Regions from separate parts of the Triticum aestivum genome. Here region 2 is linked to region 1. Evidence: chromatin contacts called from public Hi-C data. All regions are on one chromosome and are shown on one strand. Each heading gives the region's core, a stretch centred on a gene start, on an enhancer-like site or on the middle of the called end of the contact. The rest is flanking DNA. Distances are from core to core; before and after follow the strand shown. Region 1 holds the start of LOC123071098 (cytochrome P450 98A1). Region 2 holds the start of LOC123071099 (cytochrome P450 94B3-like).

Region 1 (2,700 bases), core at 167-2,666:
CGAGCGGGCTGTCCCACGCCTTGGGGTCGCGCGCGATCGCCCACACGTTCACCGTGACGCTGGCTCCCTTGGGGATGTCGTAGCCGGCGACCTTCACGGCGGCGCTGGCCCTGTGCGGGAGCATCAGCGGCGTCGGCGGGTGCAGCCGGAGCGACTCCTTCACGACGGCCTGCAGGTAGGGCAGGTTGGGGAAGTCCGTCTCCGACAGCACCCGGTCGCGGCCGACCACCCGGTCCAGCTCCTCCTGCACCTTCTGCTGCACCATCGGGTTCCTCACCAGCTCCGCTACCGCCCACTCCACGGTTATCACTGTCGTGTCCGTGCCGGCGGTGATCATGTCCTGCTCGCGCGGACAAATGTGACTAATTAGGTGAGGGAATCAAATCAAATCGCGATTACTAATAATATAAAACAGTTGCTTGTGGTGCAGTGGTTAGTACTATGGATGGCGGCATTAATTCAATTGATTACCCAGAGGAGGCCAATGACGGTGTCGTCACTGAGGTCGTACTTGTCCCGGAGCGTGAAGAGCGCGTCCACGAAATGCTGCTTGCTGGTGCCGCTCCGCTCCAGGGCCCTGGCGTGCTCCTCCATGATCTTGACGGTGAGCCGGTCGCGCCTGTCGCCGTGGGCTTGATAGGCCACCTCGTCGACGGGCGTGAGCCACCGGAGCCACCGGATGTGCTCGGCGATGGACAGCGACGCGCCGATCTTGATCCCATTGTTGACGATCTCCTTGAACTCGCGCCCTTGCTCGTCCAGCTCGCCTGCCGCGTTCAGGAACCGCTTCCCGAAGGCCAGGCGCGTGATGTTGTTGAAGCCCACCGTGGCCAGGAACTCCCGCACCGCCACCGGCTTCCCTTCCTTGCCGGCCCTGTGCACGGACTCGACCATGGCGGTGACCTCGTCCTCGCGGACGGGGCGGAGCGCCTCGAGGCGGCGCGGCGTGAAGAGCTCGAGGTTGCAGAACTTGCGCACCTTGATGTAGTGCGGGCCGTAGTCGGCCCAGATGAGGTCCATGCCGCCGCGGCTGAAGCGCTCCGAGGAGCGGTTCCGCGAGCGGTCGGCCAGGTGCTGGTCGTGGGTCTTGAGCACCTCCTGCGCCAGCTCCGGCGTGGACACCACCACCATCGGCGTCGAGCCGAACCAGACCGTCATGATGGGCCCGTACCGGGCCGCCCACTCGGCGAAGCACCGGCAGCGCACGGGCTCGATTTGGAAGAGGTTGCCCAGCACCGGCCACGGGCGCGGCCCCGGGGGCAGCCTGCCGAAGCGGAGCCGGTTGAGGAGGAGCGCCGTGACGGGGATGGCCAGGAGGGCCAGCGCCACCGGGAGCAAGGTGGCCGTGTCCATGGCTGACTCTTCTCGCCTCGCCCGGAGTGGGAGTGGTGGTAGGTACGGGAGCTCCGGTGGACTGTGAATTTTCCTGGTTCAGCTTGGTCAGCATGCCCGTGTATTTATGTGTATGGACGGACACACTCCTGGCTACCTACCACCGCGCGCCTAGGACTTCACAACCATTCCTGGTTCATCTGTGCTTGAGCTCATGGTAGGCCCCATGAATCGACTGCAGTTCATGTTGAAGTAATGTCGAGCGTGGTCCTTCATAGTAAGTCGTAATGTTACTCACTCACGTGTACGCAGGAGATCCGTATGGAAGTATCCTGGTAGCGAATCGTCCACGTTGTCGTCTCGATGATGATCGTCTCCGGTTTGCTGTTTGCATCGAGAGGGGCTGGAAAATCGGTTGATGCGTCGTCTTCTCAGGATGCAGACTATTCTGTTCCGCTCCTCTGCAGTCGATCGCGCGTGGTGGCCGTCGGATCTATGAATGGCATCTCCATCTGCACGGCACGGCCGGGGGTGATCCTCCTAGTTTTCCTAAAAAACAGTCTGCATCTGCACTTACGCTGTGCCATATCTAAAGTGGAATTACTGCAGCGTCTGACCTGTGACGCGGGCACATATTTTACGAGATTCAGGAATCAGATTTTCACTGTTTGCATGGCACCCCGCCAAAAAAATAAGAAACTGTTTTCACGGACCATGTTAACAGATTTCTTCTTTTTTCCTCGAATACGCATAAGCGTAGACGTACAGTTACTGCGTTGGAGTTCAGATGGAACAACTAAATGTCGCGTGCTCTTGTTCATTGTCATTTTGCAGCCCAAGGCAGCTAATCAAAAAGTGTCTAAAATCCTAAACTGTTGACAGGCTGCATGATGCTAAATTTTTTTTTAAGCACGCCGATAAGTGCCACGCGTGTGGGCATTAGGAAGTCTGCCCACATATTTTGTGTGGTGTATAAAGAGAAACAGCCCACACACCTACGCATGGGCAAAACAAGTAATGCCCACACATCTTTTTTTTCTTCCGATCTCTCTCACACGCGTGCGTGTGGGCGAAGTAGATAACACCCACACGCCCTGAATGTCAGGCCACGTACCTCGTGGTCCCGCACGCCACACGTGACAGTCATCGCGCGCCCGCAGTTGCCATGGTTCAGACCCTCGTCCATGTTCGTTTAACTGCAGTTGTCATGTCGCTGAACTACGGTTGCCATGTCGGACAACTGCAGTTGTCATGGTTGTTCAACTGCAGTTGCCATGTATGGTCTGATCTACAGTAGTTGCCATGATTTCAAAACTTTAAGAGTTGCCACATACTAACACTAGGCAGTTGAGAGAGTTGACATGTGCT
Region 2 (2,743 bases), core at 115-2,614, 510 kb before region 1:
CATTATTTGTGATAATCTTTCCTTTATTCCACACGTTATGGTACAGTGCGACTTCTACACATCAGTACATCACTTACCGGAAAAGTAGAAGAAATTGGTACAATTGTCTTGTGTCAAAGCCCCAACGGCATACCGAGATTGATACGCTACACCGACTGGGAGGGGTCGAAGAGGGCAGCACTTCTCATCAGTCTCTTTCTTTCAGTAATTGTTGTCGCTGACTTAGGCCCTGTTTGGTTCATAAGTCTTAGGACTTTTTTTAGTCCCAACTTATAAGTCCTAAGGATCTGTTTGGTTCATAAGTCTTAGGACTTTTTTTAGTCCCAACTTATAAGTCCCAAGTTCCTAAAAAGTCCCTACATGTTTGGTTCCTGGGACTTAACATGGACTAGAAGACCATATTATAACTATAAGTTCCTATAAGTCCCTCCTTGAAAGTCTTATTTCATAAGTCCCAAATGCCCACTTTAAGTCCCTATAAGTCCCTCCTGTTTGGTTTAGATGAGACTTATAGGGATTTTTTTTTAAGTCCTTAAACCAATAAGTCCTTGTAAACAAACACCCTCTAAGTCCCTAAAAAGTCCCTACCTGTTTGGTTCCTCGGACTTATAAGTCCTTATAAGACCATATTACAACTATAAGTCTCTATAAGACTCTCCTTTAAATCAATAAGTTCCTGAAAACAAACACCCTCTTAGTACGACTTCCGTGACAATTAACATGGATCGAAGGGAGTAGTATTTTTGTTGTTGTTGAGAAAAATTATAGAGAAATAAGCTAGCCACTGAGAGAAGATGACAGGTGATCTATGCAGGAAATGCCACGCTGCGCGTGAAATCGACGTGGGTTCAGAAGGGCACTCAGCAGCAGAACAAGGAAAAAAAGGAAAATTAACACCAGATTGCTCAGTTCTTCATCGTTATCGCGTGACTGCTTGGTTGCAGTGCACCGTACGTACATCCAAACTAGCTAACTTGTCACGACTCATGAGTTTCTCGTGTGGATGCTGGAGACAGAAGAAAAAGAACGAATCACTTGTGAGTATCACAGTTTACAGTGTTTGTTTATGGTTCGGTTGCAGTTGAACGAATCAGGTAGCAGATCAACTGACTGGGACAGTTTTTTTTTCTTTTCTTTTTTGGAAATGTAAGCACCATTAAACTATTCAAGAGCACTGGATTGTAAGTTTGTTTTTGCGAAGATGTGGACATCAAAATTGACTAGTATTTGTTCATGGTTCAGTTTGTGTCCAAGTGATTTGTCTGGTTAAACTGGTCATGTTTTAGTTGATGGTTCACTTGCTTATACGTAGTTGCCAGGAAGCAGGGATCACCTGAGCGCCGACGTCAGTATTCTGAGGATTGGTTGGTTTCGCATTCGCACAAGCCCAATCAGTATTCATCTACAAGTGCCCTTGACTTACTGAAGCCAAAGACTCAAAGTCACCCAGCTCACACTTCCAACCTCCAAGCACCCCACTCACTCCTACAGTTTTTTTGGACTTGGCAAGCCTGAGATCTCGATGGCCATGGAGCTTTCGTTGACCTCGGCCCAACCCATGCTCCTGCTCCTGCTCCTACCTCTACTATATGTCCTCTGCCTACGTCGGAACACCAGGAAGCAACCTCACGCCGACGGCCTCAAGGCCTACCCCATCATCGGCACGCTCCCACACTTCGTCAAGAACCAGGACTGCCTCGTCGAGTGGTCGGCTGGCGTCATCGCTCGTTGCCCCACGCACACCATGGTCTTCGACTTCAAGAGCCTCGGCCTCATGGCCGGTGCCATCACAGCAAACCCGGCCAATGTGGAATACATCGTGAAGACCAACTTCCAGAACTACCCCAAGGGCGAGTTCGTGGTGTCCGCCATGGCGGATTTCCTCGGCCACGGCATCTTCAACTCCGACGGCGACCAGTGGCTCTCGCAGCGCAAGGCCGCCAGCTACGAGTTCAGCAAGCGCTCGCTGAGAAACTTCGTGGTCAGCACCGTCCGGTTCGAGGTCGTCGAGCGGCTGCTGCCTCTGCTCTCCCGGGCGGAGCTACAAGGCCTGACGCTGGACATGCAGGACGTTCTCGAGCGCTTCGCGTTCGACAACATCTGCTGCGTCGCCTTCGACGAGGACCCGGCGTGCCTCACCGACGACGGCCTGGGGGTGAATGGGCGTGCGGAGTTCATGCATGCCTTGAACGACGCGCAGATCATGGTCATGGCCCGGTTCATGTCGCCGGTCAAGTGGGCATGGCGGGTCAAGAAGCTACTCAACATGGGGCCAGAGAGGCGGATGAGCAAGGCGCTCGCCACGATCCACGGCTATGTCGACAGGATTGTCCGTGATCGCAGCGAGAGGGGGGCTGCCGGGCTGGCGCGCAAGGACGACTTCCTCTCGCGCTTCGTCTCCAGCTGCGAGCACAGCGACGAGAGCCTTCGTGATGTGGTCACCAGCTTCATCATAGCCGGGCGGGACACGACCTCGTCGGCGCTCACTTGGTTCTTCTGGCTCGTGTCCCGCCGGCGCGAGGTGGAGGAGAAGATCGTGCGCGAGATATGCGGGGTGCGAGTGTCCAGCGGGAGTGCGGATGCAGCCTTCAGCCTCGACGAGCTGCGTGAGATGCACTACCTGCACGCAGCGGTCACAGAGTCCATGCGGCTATACCCGCCCGTGGCCATGGACTCGCGCTGCTGCCAGCACGACGACATCCTGCCCGACGGCACATTTGTAGGCAAAGGTTGGCAGGTCTCC

Evidence for each region. A called contact is a pair of places that touch in the nucleus more often than the background predicts.
Region 2: a contact with region 1 is called in a Hi-C map of leaf, with 6 times the contacts expected there. The contact joins the promoter of LOC123071099 here to the promoter of LOC123071098 in region 1. A contact is called at or near these places in 2 of 5 Hi-C or Micro-C datasets (both in leaf).

Annotation. Positions count from the first base shown.
Region 1 is chr3B:588,638,837-588,641,536 of IWGSC CS RefSeq v2.1, reverse strand. It overlaps LOC123071098 (cytochrome P450 98A1), which reads right to left and starts at 1,416. Exons shown (of 2, transcript XM_044494575.1): 1 at 472-1,416; 2 at 1-340. The coding sequence starts at 1,353.
Region 2 is chr3B:589,144,862-589,147,604 of IWGSC CS RefSeq v2.1, reverse strand. It overlaps LOC123071099 (cytochrome P450 94B3-like), which reads left to right and starts at 1,364. Exons shown (of 1, transcript XM_044494576.1): 1 at 1,364-2,743. The coding sequence starts at 1,523.